2 separate regions of the Cricetulus griseus genome follow, and region 2 is linked to region 1. The links are chromatin contacts, called in public Micro-C maps. All regions are on one chromosome and are shown on one strand. Each heading gives the region's core, a stretch centred on a gene start, on an enhancer-like site or on the middle of the called end of the contact. The rest is flanking DNA. Distances are from core to core; before and after follow the strand shown. Region 1 has its middle 96 kb from the start of Smad6. Region 2 holds the start of Smad6 (mothers against decapentaplegic homolog 6).

Evidence for each region. A called contact is a pair of places that touch in the nucleus more often than the background predicts.
Region 2: a contact with region 1 is called in a Micro-C map of the CHO-K1 cell line, with 2.9 times the contacts expected there. The contact joins the promoter of Smad6 here to the enhancer-like site in region 1. A contact is called at or near these places in 2 of 8 Hi-C or Micro-C datasets (the CHO-K1 cell line and fibroblasts).

The regions. Positions count from the first base shown.
Region 1 is chr4:175,455,658-175,459,170 of CriGri-PICRH-1.0, reverse strand. No RefSeq gene overlaps it. Among named protein-coding and RNA genes, the nearest start is that of Smad6, 96 kb to the left of the region's middle. Within about 2 kb of position 1,965, at least 4 of the 6 cell types and tissues checked have open chromatin away from gene starts, as enhancers often do. A contact at or near this core is called in the CHO-K1 cell line and fibroblasts, where this site is marked.
Region 2 is chr4:175,551,806-175,555,318 of CriGri-PICRH-1.0, reverse strand. It overlaps Smad6 (mothers against decapentaplegic homolog 6), which reads left to right and starts at 1,604. Exons shown (of 5, transcript XM_027414781.2): 1 at 1,604-2,138; 2 at 2,226-3,513. The coding sequence starts at 2,736.

The sequences.
Region 1 (3,513 bases), core at 716-3,215:
ACCCAGTTACATTTTATTTAAAAATGAAACAAACAAAAGAATAGTTTTTTTGTTGTTTGTTTTTGTTTTTTGGAGATAGGGTCTTTCTTGCCTGGAACTTGCTACAGAGAGCAGGCCAGCCTTAAACTGGCAATGGTCCATCTACCCACCCTTGCCTCCTGGGAGCTGGGATTACAGGAATCCTATTATCTACACTTTTAAATGGTTGGAAAACATGAAAGAAATACGTTTGGGGGGATCATGGAAATTAGAGCGTATGCACGTTTCAGTGTGCACGAACAAATGATTTTTGAGGTGCTGACATGCTCACTTGTTGCTGCATCATCTGTGAATGAACAAGAAGGCAGTCCACAGAGAACAGTATGGCCCACAAAACTCTCTGGCCTTTTACAGAAAAAGCTTATCAGTTCCTGTTTCATAGTGTTAAATGTCGTTGTTCCTTCTTTCCTTCCAGGGTGGAAACCCAGGGCCTCAGCCATGGTAAGTCAGCACTCTATGTTTTGTTTTTTGTTGGGCACATGAGCTACATAGTTAGAAACTACATCGCCCAGAGTCCGTTGCTTAAATCGCATCAGTTAGTTGTGAGTGGAAGTGTTACAGCCCTGAGAAGAGAGAGCTTGTTCTCTCCTTCCCATTCCTCTGTCCAGAACGTAAACATGTAGGGGATTCCATGGGTACCCTAAGCAGGCAAAAGCTGCCTAGGTGCCCTGATGACCTGACCAAGTAAGTGCAGGACCCCAGATCCCAGCCTGGGACAATATACATCTGGGGGGTGTACCCAGGCCAGAACAGCAAACAATAGCTGATATGGGGGCTGAGACATCTTGAACATGTCTTCCCTAATAGATAAATTCCCCGGAGCCCCCAGCCCAGATGAGAGCACAGATCTGGTTCCCATCCACCTTCCACCTTTGGTGGCAGGTGAGTTCCCCCTCCACCCCTAGCCTGCTTCCCCTCCCTGTGCCAGCCAGGCAGTACTCTTACTGGGTCTCCATCATCTCCAGTGCTGGGTGTAAAACCTGGCCAGCACCAGTTTTAATAGCTGAAGAAATGGCAGCTATTATCCAGTGATGAGCGTTCAGAAATCTAATCCTGTGCCTCAGCCCTGTTTTAAACCTCTGCTCCCTGCTTCCCTTCAGCAGGAGTCTCAACTCAAGTAAGCCTCCTCATTTTCCATCATGCCCACAGCTCAGCCAGCCCACAACGCGGCTGATGGGAGTCACTCTGACAACCCGTCTAAGGGTGCCCTGAGCCTGGAGACTAGCACACACAGCCGAGGATGGACACAGCTCAATCAGGCACAGTGCAGAGATCGACTTCCCCACCAGTCCACATCATTCTCCTCTAGTGTGTGCCTCTCTTTATTGTATTGAAGGAACTCACAGCACCAAAAAATCTATCTTTAGTCGGTGGAGCTACACAAATGTTCCTGCTGAGTGTCTCTGGTGGATGTCCACGCCTGCAGGAATACACACCTGTGTTTTCACCTCCAGCTTGGATCCTCTGTGTTCTTCTCACCCAAACACCTCTCCTGCTTCCTACTAGCCTCTCCTTGGCCTTCCCAAACTCATTCCTCCTCCATGTTTTCTCTAATGCTCCCGGACCACATCCACACTCCCAGGAAAGGCCTTGGCTTATCTAACTAACTATGGCTACTGCCTTTCTCTGTCTCTTGGCCTCTGCCCCAGACCCCCTCCCCTCCCCTCACACCTTTTTCTTTCATCCCAGGGTCAGAGGTTGATACAGAAAGTACCAGGTCAATGCAATGGGAAGCTTGGACCCAGAGTGCAGGATGGGGACGGCAGGGCCCCCTTCTGCATCCTGCAGTGCTGGAGAGGGTGGGTGAGACAGCACCCTGGGGCTTCCCAGACCCTTTCCCTGCCCAACAGGGCGCCACTGGCCTGTCCCACACCCTCTCTGCCGCCTGCCCAGTGACCTAATTATTGTTTTTTCTTCCAACCCCGCGGAGGGGAAAACAGAAATTCCTGGTGGATGACACAGGCCAGGCGGCCGCCCGCGAGAGGAGCACGGGACCGGCTGGGCCGGCTGCGCCCGCCCTGAACCCGTGCCCGCCCGGCCATTAGGGCCGCGGAACCCTTCATCAGGATAAGTACAGAGCGGCCCTGGAAATTGCCGGTTACCCTGGCCCGCGGGGCCTGCGGCGCCCGGAGTCTGGGGGCCGCGGCAGGGGTCAGGGTAGCCCGCGGGTCCCTGCTAGGCTGAGAGAGCAGTGCGCCTTTCTGGGAGCTGATGCTCTGCTTTTTGACCTGTGAAGGTCAAGGGCTCTTGCTCATTCATGCCTTCTGCCAAAGTGACCATGAGATCCCGCAGACACACAGGCCAGGCTCTGAGTCCAGCTTCGAGGTTAGAATGGTGACAAGACGGAAGAAGGTGTTGGATATGTAGCTCCAAAAGTTGTTACTTGGTAGAGTGCTTGCCTACCGTGCACAAAACTCCCCAACACTGCATAAAGGAGCCTGTGGTGGCTGGCAGGTTTGTGATCCCAGAACTTGGGAGGTAGAGAGCAGGATTAAGGTCACCCTCATCTTCAGAGCGTCCTAGTTTGCTTAATATTTTATTTTAGGTTAGTAGATTGAATACAATGCTTGGCTGTATCACTAGCTCCAGACCTGGCTTCAGATTCTGGCTCTGTGAATCATTAGCCTTGTGACCTTGAACAAATCACTTGCCTTTGTAAAATAAGTCTTATGCACCTGACCGGTGGGAAGGACAGCAGTGTGTGTTAAAGCTCAGTGAGGAAGTACTGACTGTTGTAGTCTGGGACTCAGGCATGCTTACATGTTCATCAGAATGTACTCTGACTCCCCTTTCCTGTTCTACAAAATGGAATTAGGAAGGTGAATGAATAAGCTAACCATCCCAAAAGATGCTAGAAACAAGGACAACCTGCTTGCCCTCAGGTGCTGTGTGAGCTGAAGGACTACTTCCACCATCTGAACCTTCCTCTCCATCCCTTGAAATGGAGCTAAATGCTAGAGCCGAGGGTGCAGGCACCCACCCACAAAACCAGGATGCACATGGCCAACAGGCTCAGGCCGGGTATTGAGGGTATTCATGATAGCCCTGGGTAGCATCCTCCCTGGTGCCTATCAACAAAAGAAAGAATGTTCTGGTACATGTCTGTAATCCCAGCTTCCAGGAAGCTGAGGCAGGGAGGCATATTGTGAGTTTGAGGATTGCATGTGCCACATAGGGAGTGCCAGGATAGTCAGAGATACATAGGTGACACCCTGTCTCAACACACACACACACACACACACACACACACACACACGCACGCACGCACGCACGCACGCACGCACGCACGCACGCACGCACACACACACACACACACCACTCACATACAAACACATACTTTCACTAATAGACACAAACACACACATTCACACACACACACCACTCACATACAAACACATATATTCTCACTAATAGACACAAACACACACATTCACACACATATACTCTCACATACATACTCATAAACACGCTTAA
Region 2 (3,513 bases), core at 355-2,854, 97 kb before region 1:
TCAACGTGTAGCCCAGGATAGTCTTGAACTCCTGATCCACTTCCTAAGTGTTGGAGCTAATGTATGTGCACAACCCTGTAGGGCTTTCTATTTTTCTATTTTCTTCACGGGCGAGAAAGAGACCAAAGGCAAGTTTGTGGAGGTGCTGACTGTCCACTTGTGTTATGTACACTTACTAGTAAGCACTGTTTCCTAGAATCTTCGTTCTGGGAGGCAGGCATCAGTCTCAGCATTTTCAAAGGAGAAACAGTGGTCAGGGCTATTCATGTTTCACCTTGGCCAAAATAGTGAGGAGTGGGTGTGACAATCGGCCCTAGCAGCACAGGAGTACCTGACTCCAGGTAAGGCTCAGAAAATGATTCTGGGTCTTTCCGGCAAACGCGGCCCTTCCCCCAGCGCACACCCAGACCTGGCCCTGGGCTTGCACGCAGCGGTCACGACACCAACCCAGAGCACGAGTGTTCTAAGTGTGTGTGGGGGATCACAAATCCGTGCCCCATCTCCTGCACCCCGCCTCCCGCAGGGAGCGGCGTCCAGCCCCAGGCCAATGAGAGTAGCGGAATTTCTTTCATTGAGCTCGGGGGCCCCCGCTCATGCCCGGAAGGGGGCGTGGCGCTGCGCCGGGGGTGGGGCCGTGGCGCGCCAGAGGAGGGCGGGGCCGGCCCTGCGGCTGAGCCAATCGGCGCCACGCCCGGGAGGGGGAGGGGGAACCAGGCCTTTTTTCCCCTCCGCGCGGGACCAATCCCGACTTTACAAGCTTGAACTTTTGCCACCCTCGGACTAGCAAGCACGCCCGAGGAGGTACCCCGCCGCGCCGGCTCCAGGGCAGGAGCGGCCTTAACTCTTCCCGTGCCGGGCCCCCCAAGTCTGTCCCCCAACTTGTTTCATAGTGAAACAAGCTGGTGAAGGCACGTTCCTCCATCCACATACCTCTCGAAGGGGCAGAAAGTAAATCCAAGAATGGAAACGGAAGCCCTCGGCCTTGAGGGGGGCCTGGGACGCCAGGCACCCTGGCGGGAGAGCCCAGGCGACGGAGAGGAGCCATCCAAGAGCAAGAGCATTCCCGCCTCTACCCCACCCTGTCCAAGTCCCCACCTCCGGCTATCCTGGAGCTCCTTTAATCCATAGTGTTCTACGCCCCCCCCCACGCCGTGTAGCCAAATAGAGCGACCCCAAGACCTGGGAAGGGGGTGCGTGGAGCCTTCGTGGGTCACGGAAGATCCCGCTACCTCAACTTCTCGGCCGCCCCCCAATCCCCAGAGACGCAGGGCAGGAAGGCGCGCACACACACCCATTTTTATTAGCTCGCGCTGAGGCTGGGGGTTTGGACCGACTCTAAAGTGTAATGTGTGTTTGCAAGTTTGTGCACAAGCCACAGAGAGGCAAAGGGCCGCCTTGGAGTCCGGGTCGCTGTGGGTTCACCGAGCATAGCTGGGTAGCAGGGTGAGTGTGTGTTTGCTTGCGCGTGTGAGGGATCTCTCGTATCCGTACCCAAGGCGCGACGTGAGCTAAAGAGCGAGTCGCGGGCGCTGTAAGCCTCGGGGCGGGGGTGCAGGGGAGGGAGAGGGGCGGGGGCCTGGGTTCGTCCCGCCCCGGGAACCAGCCCCCTTGGAGCCTCGGACTCAGCAATGGGACGTGTTCTCCTTTAAGAGTTAAGAAACTTGAAACCTTGTTTGCGCAACAATCAGCGCCGCGGAGCCGCCAAAGTGTCTAGACTGGCATATGATGGGAGGCAGCCAATGACTCCGCGGCGCTCCTCCGGGGGCCCTCAGTGTGCGTTTGAGGAGAACAAAAAAGAGAGAGGGCGCCGAGCGGGGGAGCGAGCGAGGGAGCCGAGCCCAGAGAAAGAGCCGCCGGGCGCTGCCTCGCCAAACCTCGCTGGGACCGCGGGGCCACCGGGAGGCACTTTGGTGGAGGGGGGAGGGGGGGGCGACCTCGGCAGCCGCGGCGCCCGAAGCGACCCAGCGCAGCGTGGGGCGGGCTGCGACCTCTGCCTCGGTGGATTGCATTTTTAATTAAGGATTCCTAGCAGCTCTTGGGAATTTTTACGGCTTCCACTCAGGTGTTGACACCCGCGTTCAGAAGAGATTTACCCCAAGTGCACCGAGCGCCCGGGACCTGAGACGGAGTTGCTTTTCGTGCGTGCAAATCCAAGCATTTGGGGTTTTGTTTGGGATCTTTTTCTAGCCTTGCTTTTATTTTTATTTTATTTTATTTCATTTCAGGGATCTGGGAATTATCCACAAGCCTGAGCTTCGGATCCTGCAGGGAAAGCCCATGCAGGGTAGCACTGGGCTTTTGAAGGCAGAGTTGTGCAGACACATTTGGGGGTACAACGCAAGCGCTTTGTGCTTGTGTACCAGCCACACAACTTTTGAAGGCTCGCCGGCCCATGCGTGGTGTTTCTAGCATCGCTTCGCCCGCGACTCCCCGAAGGCTCCAGGGCGGCTGGAGTTGAGCAGTCCCGGCCCACCGCGGTCCATGTAGCCCGCTGGTCCCGCGCGGACTGCGGCTTGGCGCGCGCGTGTTCCCGGCCCGGCCCGGCGCGAGCTCCCTCATGTTGCAGCCCTGCGGCGCCCCTTCGACGACAGGCTGTGCGCGGTCTGCACGGCGCCCCGCGGCAGAGCTTCATGTGGGGCTGCGGCCCGCGCAGCCGGCGCCTCGTTGAGGGAACGGACCCCCGGTAACCGGAGACCGCCTCCCCTCCCACCACCCCAGGCGCCAAAGGATATCGTATGTTCAGGTCTAAACGCTCGGGGCTGGTGCGGCGACTTTGGCGAAGTCGTGTGGTCCCTGATCGGGAGGAAGGCAGCGGCGGCAGCGGCGGTGGTGGCGACGAGGATGGGAGCCTGGGCAGCCGAGCTGAGCCTGCCCCGCGGGCACGAGAGGGCGGAGGCTGCGGCCGCTCTGAAGTCCGCTCGGTAGTCCCGCGGCGGCCCCGGGACGCGGTGGGACCGCGAGGCGCCCCGATCGCCGGCAGGCGCCGGCGCACGGGGTGCCCCCCGAGGCCGGTGTCGGAGCCTGGGACCGGAGCTGAGGGCTCCCTGCTGGATGTGGCGGAGCCTGGAGGCCCGGGATGGCTGCCTGAGAGTGACTGCGAGACGGTGACCTGCTGTCTCTTCTCCGAGCGGGACGCTGCGGGTGCGCCCCGGGACGCTGGCGATCCCCCAGCCGGGCAGTCTCCAGAGCCAGAGGAAGGTGGCGGGCCTCGGGGTCGCGAAGCCCGCTCTAGGCTGCTGCTTTTGGAGCAGGAACTCAAGACCGTCACGTACTCGCTGCTCAAGCGGCTCAAGGAGCGTTCGCTGGACACGCTGCTGGAGGCGGTGGAGTCCCGCGGCGGCGTGCCGGGCGGCTGCGTGCTGGTGCCGCGCGCGGACCTCTGCCTGGGCGGCCAGCCTGCGCCACCGCAGCTGCTGCTCGGCCGCCTCTTTCGCTGGCCTGACCTGCAGCACGCAGTGGAGCTGAAACCCCTGTGCGGCTGCCACAGCTTCGCCGCCGCCGCCGACGGGCCCA